2 separate regions of the Mus musculus genome follow, and region 1 is linked to region 2. A link is a contact called in public Hi-C data. All regions are on one chromosome and are shown on one strand. The core of a region is the stretch at or near the end of the contact, and the rest is flanking DNA. Distances in the headings are between cores, read along the strand shown. Region 1 overlaps Gm35634 (a long non-coding RNA gene). Region 2 overlaps Pum1 (pumilio RNA-binding family member 1).

What was found. A called contact is a pair of places that touch in the nucleus more often than the background predicts.
Region 1: a Hi-C map of cerebral cortex shows a contact between it and region 2, with 3 times the contacts expected there. The contact joins two enhancer-like sites. A contact is called at or near these places in 2 of 39 promoter capture datasets (hippocampal neurons and pre-B cells), 2 of 484 Hi-C or Micro-C datasets (cerebral cortex and palatal mesenchyme) and 1 of 115 datasets of contacts at active chromatin or transcription factors (forebrain).

Annotation. Positions count from the first base shown.
Region 1 is chr4:131,427,460-131,431,337 of GRCm38.p6, reverse strand. Gm35634 (a long non-coding RNA gene) reads right to left here. Exons shown (of 4, transcript XR_390798.2): 3 at 3,832-3,878; 4 at 3,035-3,229. Among named protein-coding and RNA genes, the nearest start is that of Gm35634, 20 kb to the right of the region's middle. Within about 2 kb of position 1,682, at least 19 of the 459 cell types and tissues checked have an H3K27ac peak or open chromatin away from gene starts, as enhancers often do. A contact at or near this core is called in cerebral cortex, where this site is marked.
Region 2 is chr4:130,777,915-130,782,086 of GRCm38.p6, reverse strand. Pum1 (pumilio RNA-binding family member 1) reads right to left here. Exons shown (of 22, transcript NM_030722.3): 22 at 523-2,315. The coding sequence ends at 2,184. Among named protein-coding and RNA genes, the nearest start is that of Gm12972, 3.7 kb to the left of the region's middle. Within about 2 kb of position 2,871, at least 22 of the 459 cell types and tissues checked have an H3K27ac peak or open chromatin away from gene starts, as enhancers often do. A contact at or near this core is called in cerebral cortex, where this site is marked.

The DNA.
Region 1 (3,878 bases), core at 433-2,932, 650 kb before region 2:
ACTGCACAGCTCTTGGTAACCTCGTGGTCCATTCAGGGACAGGTGACCATGTGCCTGCACTGTGATGAGTCTGATACTTCCAGCTACAGTTGATGGAACATACCTCCCTCTTGCCTGCCTCTGGGGAGATGTCTTCTACCTGGGGTACTTGCCAAGCAGTTCCAGCCGGACCAGATAGCCTCTTTGCCACTGTAGGCTGAGCCTAGCTTTGGAGCAGGCCACTGTCAAGCTATCTTCCTCGCTAGCATGTCATATCCTCTAGTCACATCGCCAAGTAGGGTGTCTTTTCATTAAACTCTGTGACTCAGATTCTAAAAAAAAAAAAAAAAAAAAAAAAAAGACCCAGGCAGTCTGGGAACAATGGGGTCTTCATAACCAATGATCAGGATGGGCTCTGTCTGCCACATGGTCGTGGTTTCTGAGAACTCAGTTTGTTTGGCTGTGAAATGGGAGCATTGCCTCCTCTCCTATGGGCACCTGAGACCCTAAAGTGAGTTGGGGCTAGTCCAGTAGGGAGTATGGGTTGAGGAGCCAGGCCTGATGTCTGTATGCTGGACATTCAACTGCATTGTCCTGTTTCTAAAGGGTTACATGTATCAGTATGTAAATATCTATCAAGTTGTAGGGCCTGGGAGGAGTGTGGTTCAAACCATTACCTTACCCCCTACTTCCTTCTTCCCTTGGGAGGTCTCAAACCTCAGGCCCTTCAGCCTCTGGTTTCTTTCTTCAAATCTCTGGGGACCCCACAGGCTCTGGCAGCTGAGATGCTCTCTTGGCGGTGTCCAGGTACTCCCTCTGTCACCTCATCTGTGTGGTTACTATAGCAGCCTTCACAGCCTGGGCAGGGCTGAAGAACATAGGCAGGAACATAATGAGGCCACATAGTCTGATCTGTCTTCTGTTGTGACAGGTACAGTCCCCACAAAAAGGCTGCAGGTCATGAGCTCAGGTCCTTGGCATAGGGATGCTAGCTTCCACCAGGCTGCCTGAGACCCAAGCTTGGGGCCTTTGGGACTTCCTTTCAATTAACATCATTGGAGATCCTAGGCTAGCTAGGGATGCCCAGTGGTCCACACAGCCTGCCACATGGAGTCCTAGAGGCATGACCCTGCAGGACAGAGGTGGAGAGAGAGAGCCACTGTCCCTTGGGTCCTACAAGTGGAACTGGAACACTGCTGGTGGTCCCTGAGTCCAAGACTTGCATCTCTGCTCCCCTCCTATGAGATTAGAGAGCCCCCTGCAGCTCCCAGGACCCCAGTCTGGGCCCAGATGAGCCTAGGCCAGACAGGGTATTCCCAAAAAGCTGCTGAAATCGACAGAAGAGATGGCTTATCCTTTCTCCATGGCCAGATCTATAAGCTCTGTACTCTGGCCTTTTTCACAGCAGCAACTGACTCCAGGACCCCATCACAGGAGTTGCTGAGGCAGAACTGCGGTTTGGGGGGGGGGGCATGGAGATATCCTAGAGGATCCCATGGGGAACCTGTTCCCAATATCCCAGCCACCTCCCCTGCCTGCCCCTGGGAAACCAACTTCCTTTACACAGAGCAGACCCTGACTTGCGGAGCAACCCTCCTCCGAGCCTTGGAGATGCAGAGGGTCAGACTGTGGTCATGGGAAGCCCCATGGAGAAGCAGGCTCTTTCTTGGGAAGAACAGACAGACAAGGAAGGAGGGGGTTGCTGCTCTCCACTCCTGCTGCTTCTTGTCTGAGCAAAATGCACCGGGAAATTTCCACCCGCATCCAGACTGTGCCCGCCTTCCTTACCGTAATTAATATCCCAGGGAAAAGATACGCTCAGCTGGGCGCCCATCTGCCAAGGCCTCGGCCTTGTGGGCTCTGTCCCTGGGGATTCAGGCTCCATTTCACCACTCTGAGGAGTGGGCGCAGGCATCCCTGGGGATGGGTTAACCTCACTTAGCTCAGCAGACAGCAGTGCTGAGGAGCCCCACGGGCAGAAGTAGTGACGACGTGCAGGGAAGGGAAGCCTGGGGTGGTGCAGCCCTGTCATCGGAGGGTGTGCATGGGGGAAGGGAGGCGTTATGAGGGGACGAAATAGATGCCTGTGCCGAGGTCTTCCTGAGGGAAGATCCAGCCAGGCTCTCAGGGCAACCAGGGTCGGGTGGAGATGGAGAACGAGAGGGGTTTCTGAGATGGCTGAGTCACCCCTTCAAGGGAGAAACTTGGTGGCTATTCCTTTTGGGAATACCCTGCCTGGCCTGAGCTCATCTGGGCCCAGACTGGGGTCCTGAGAGCTGCAGGGGGCTCTCTAATCTCATAGGAGGGGAGCATAGATACAAGTCTGGGACTCAGGGTCCAGCAACAGTGTGCCCGTTCCACTTGTAGGACCCAAGGGGCAGTGTCTCTCTCTCCACCTCTGTCCTGCAGGGTCCTGCCTCTAGGTGAAGTCAGGGGAGGAAGGAAACATGATGGAATCCAGAAACACAGCCTAACATGGCCCAAGACCATCATCCTAGCCTACTCCTCAGATGCTGAGACAGAAGGGGGTCTGGGACCTCCCTTTTCCAAGCTGTCTGTGCCTCCCATACTGGGCACGCCAGAATCCCAGCTTAGTTCTTAGAGTCAGACATTCCTTGATGGAATTTCGAATCTCAGCCCCTGAGCATCTTGCTTGTGCTTCCTCGAGTGACGGCCACAGGTACCTTGAGAATCTGACAGGGACGGGGGTGGGGGATAAAGAAGACACATGCCTGGAGCTTCTGTCGCTACACAGCCCCCTCCTCACTGTCCTGTGAATAGTAATCAGGGATCTTTCAAACACAGGAGGTCAGCACCATCCTGGGCTACCTGTCTTGTTGGATGGCTTTGGCAACTGAGGCCGAGCCTATACTGACCTCTTTTGACTGCCCACACTTGTACTCTGGTCCCTCATCGATGAGGAGCTAGCTGACAAGGTAAAGAGAGAACTCCAAGCCAGGATAAGCCTGACCAAGCATAGTTTGACCCTTGGCCAAGTGTCATGAATTTCCTCGGGGCAGAGTCATTTCATAGTAATGCAACAGGCCACTGGCTTCCCTGGACCCCCTTTATTCATCAAGGCGGGGGAGAAGAGTCCTGTCTGATGCTCTCCTGGAGGGGGAGCAGGTCAAGGAGATGGTGGGTGGACAGGAGATAGCCTTGAGAAAGGATGCACTGTCATAAATCCAGACAGGAAGAAATGATACTTTCTGAGACCGCAGCTGCAGGGTACATCCAATCACAGCACAGTCTACGGGGAACGAGCACAGGGTACATCCAATCACAGCTTAGTCTGGGAAGAAATAGCCTAAGTTACATCCAATCATAGCATAGTCTATGGGGAACTAGCATAGGGTACATCCAATCACAGCCCACTCTGGGAGGAACTAGCACAAAAAAAATAAGTCATAGATTAAGTAGATGTAAGGATAGGTGCCTCCATCCTCAGAAACATGCACGGGAAGATCCACGCCCGAGGTCCGTCCTCTCTGGAGTCCACCGTTTCTGCTCCTTGCTTCTTATTGCCCATCCCTGAAGTGGTTGCTCTGCACCACGCAGGGCTGACCTAGACAGGCTACTGCCATCCTAGAGGGTGCCTTTGTACTACTGAGTGGGTTGACAGCCACCTAGAATGAGTCTCTACCATCCCCTAGCCCCTCCCTGACACCATGAAGAAGCCAACCTAACTGGCCCCAGGGCAGGGCATCCCTATTCTTTCTGTGGCCCAGCTTCTTGTCTCTCATCCTGGCAACCGCACCTCCATCCTTGCCTGCCTTGCCGGTGGGTTCTATATTAGGACACAGACTCATCTCAACGTTTCCCACACCACAGCTCCCCCCAAAACAAACTCACGATCGTGACAAATTCTTGTTTTCCAGGGAAAGGTACCCAAGACGTCC
Region 2 (4,172 bases), core at 1,622-4,121:
CACGCTTGTCTGGCAATTTTCTCTGAACGGAAACAGTCCTTCCCAGGAGGGGAGGTTCATGAGACTCAGGTGGTGAACAAAAGCTCACATTTAGGAAAGCAAAAACTGAAGATTCTCAAGGTTATCTCCCCAGCTTTTATACAAGGCTCGACTGTGCAACTGCTTACATGTTCTGCAGAGAGCCTCAGGTTACAGCATGGGCTGGGGAAAAGAGAGGCTGCTCTGTGATGCAGCTGTGAGTGACCCCTTGTTAGTGACCCAGTAAAAATTCACCCATCTCGTGTGTGTTCATCCCCAGGAAAAGACTATCACTTCGAAATCAGACATGAGGCAAACTGAACTCAACCTCTCAGGACAAATTAGGCTGAGAAGCCATCAGCTTGAAACCCCAACCCCACTCTACTCCTCCACCCTTCTTCTCCATCTGAGCAGCTGCAGAGGCAGGCTGGAGCAGAGGCAGAGGCAGAGGCAGGCTAGAGCAGGGCTTGCCTGAGCAGGTTTGAGAAGTGAGAGCAGTACAAATTCAGATTCCAAAGTTCTGTATTTTTTTCAAAATAAAGATCACACATTGTTTAGAGACAATCTACACAAGAGTTACAAAAAATAGTTGCCCAGGCATAAGCATACACAGGTTTGTTAATTATACACATATGGTTACAAGTGTGCTTGCAAAAAGTTCATTGGAAATATACACAAGGCTCTGGAAATGTACACCGTGTAGTGTTACAGTCTATATTCAAACGAGGGTTGACAGTATGTTACATTCACTTACAAGTAGACAAAATGCAAAATACAGCTCATCTGTACAAAACGGAGGGCGAGTCACTTTACAAGGGGTGGCGCTGAGCAGGGAGGGGGCAGGCGAAACTTCTGCACATCCTTTTTGACTGTCACAAAATAAGCGAAACATTACCTTTTTTAGGATTAAAAAAAAAGGGGGGGGGGGGACACTAGTGTGAACTGAAGCATCTGAAGTAACATTTAGAAAGGCTCTCACTACCGTCTTGACTAGCTGACAAATAAACCAAGCTATTTTTTTTTCCTTTTTAAACATTAACTAGGCTGTATAAAGAACATTTATTCCTTCAAAAGAAAAAAATTTACTTCTGGTTGAAATTACAATTTACAATATACAACACTATCTGCTACGACCATAAAAGGTGGGATATACAGAGTGCACGGGCTGGCTGATTCTCTTCTTACCAAAAACGTGTTCGTGTTGATCAAACTCCTCCACATTTACATTACAGGTATACAAATGTACAATTGTACAATCAAAAGTATGTCCGACTACTAGGGTACATTATAGATACAGATTAGACATCAAAACAGGAAAATACTACAAATCCGTATATATGCAAAGTCTACACAAGTATACACTATGTATCTATAGAAGCCAGACCAGGGCCGAGCTGGGTATTCTCTCATGCTAAACAGTCAGATCCTGCTTCCCAGTGTTCACACAGGCAACCACAGGCAGCAAGTGGCCATGCCCACTGGCCTTGGGCCTCTGGGGTCCCCGCTCCTCCTGGATCTGCAGCTACCACCTCCCTCAGCACGAGGTCATCTCCAAAAAAAGAGCGTCATAAACTCCATATCACAGGCTGATGCTCTAGCAACTCTGAAACGTTCCCATTTCATATATGTATATATGTATATATATATATATTTTATAAACAGTGTTAAATGCCAGTTTGAGATCATTTAACTAAAATTCAAATTTCTCAGGTTTTTTTTTTTTAATAATAAAATGAGGAGGTGGGGAAGAGCTATTTGCAAAACTTGCCACAAGGCAAATGAGTTAAAAACCTTTTTTTGTCTTTTTTTTTAACTTTTTTTGTTAAACCAACCACCCTGAAAGTGTCCACATGTGGAATATAGATACAACATTGAACAAAGCATGTGGCCTCCCATGTACACTGATTACCTATGTACAAGTTCCTATACACCAGTAAACAGCAGGGCAATTAGTCAATTAAAAAAAATAATTAGTACATGTTATGTGTAATAAAATGAAATTTACAAAGGCCTTTCCACAAGTGGATCTGATTCTGTTTTTTGGAGGAGGGAGCAATCCCGGAGCAACCGTTGCCCACTTCCGACGCTGAGCTGGGCACCTCTGGTTGCTGGTTGGATCTGCCAGGGTCAGTGAGGTCAGCGGGACAGGGACGTGGGTGCACTGTTCAGATGATACCATTAGGGGGACCACAAATGGGCCCCAAGTCCACGCCATTCTTCATGTAGTACTTCTCGAGCTTGGCCAGGATGTGCTTGCCATAGGTGTACTTTCGAAGCGTCGCAATGTGTGGCCGGATCTGGAGAGGACAGTGTGGGTATTACTCTTGGCTGGAGAGGCACCTCCAGACCCTTCCCAGACAGACCCAGACACAGAATATACAGTGTACATATATAGTGCTTCATCCCGAAAGGTACTCCTGTCCTCTTATTGCTAGCAAGCCACGAGGTAAAGACGGGAGCTCTTGCCCTAAGCACTGACAAAGGACAGAGAACCATGACAGAATAGCCTATGCCAGCCAGCTGCACGTAGAAAACCAGGTTGTCCTGACAGTTGGGGCTTCCTTTGGGGAACCAGATGTCTGAACTCACCACCAGATCCCTGCCTCGCCAGGGCACAGGATTTCTTCCAGTTAACAGTGACCAATTGCACTGGCTAGTTTTTACATCAACTTTACAAGTTAGACTCATTATGGTAGAGGAAACCTCAATTGAGAAAATGCCCCCACCTAATTGGGCTGTGTGTGGACAAGCCTGTGACGCATTTTCTTGTTTGATGATTGATGTGAGTGGTACCACCATGTGCGGGTGGTTCTGGGTGCTCTAAGAAAGCAGGCTGAGCAAACTACTGGGACCAAGCCAAGAAGCAGCAGTCCCCGTGACTTCTGAATCAGCCAGTGCCAGAGCTTCCTGCCCTGCCTGCCTTGGATGATGGAAAAACTGTAAGATGAAACAAATCCCTTCCTGCTCAGCTGCTTTTGGTGTTGTTCACAACAGCAACAGAAACCCTAAGACATAACTTGGTACCAGGTCAGTAGTGCTGGGAGTGCTAAGGAGGATTGTGGTAGCACCTGAAGTTTGGGCTGGAAAAGCCACCGTATGCTCAGAGCTTAGTGGGCTTCTGTGGGAGCTTTAAGATAATGTTGCTAGCAGTACAGACAAAAAAGCACTATTTGTTAAGCGTCTGAGGGAAGCAAGGGCTCTACTGGGGCCATTTAAGTGATATTTGTATTAACCGCTGAAGTGAAACCTTTGCTTTGCTGGTACAATTGATACTGGTCAGCTGGGGCTGTGATTAAGAAAAGATCAGCAGCGGGGCGGTGGTGGCGCACGCCTTTAATCCCAGCACTTGGGAGGCAGAGGCAGGTGGATCTCTGAGTTCGAGGCCAGCCTGGTCTACAGAGTGAGTTCCAGGACAGCCAGGGCTACACAGAGAAACCCTGTCTTGAAAAACCAAAACAAACAAAAAACAAAAAACAAAAAAAAAGAAGAAGAGACCGGCATCAGTGAAGCAAATCTTCCGAGAGCATTTCCTCAGGGTCAGTACACAGACGCTGTAGCCCAGGAGTCAAGGGGCTCGTCATGCTGCAACAAACCTTGGTAACGTGTAAGACACTCTTGCCTGTTAAGAGGTCATGGAACGACTCTGAACCTTGGCACTGTGAGAGGATAGGAGGGGCCGCTGATGGGGTGCAGCCTCAGTGGGTAGAAGGCCTAAGATGCAATGAAGCATGAGAGAAGTTGAAGCTTGGTAATAACATGGCAGGGTCAGAATCCCTGAAGAATACTCCGGAGAGGTTACTGGTAAAGGTGGAGACCAATACAGTCCTTAATGCTGCTTCAAGGATATTGAAGAATATTTACACTAGACTAGGAGGACAAGGGAGTAGGCTCAGATAAGAATATTTACACTGGACTAGCACAAGGCCCAAGATGAATACAGTTGAGGAATATATTGTATTCCTTTTATCTTGGTCATCCTGATAAACCCCTAGACACAGTGACTATGGGACTTTCTGTATTGCTTGTTTGTTCCTTGACGACTTCATCCTCGACCTAGAACTGATCCTACTCTTCGCATATACCTAGAATGGTATAAATGCAGACTGACAACAAGTAAACCCGCCTCAGCACTGGCTGGAGTCATGTTACAATGG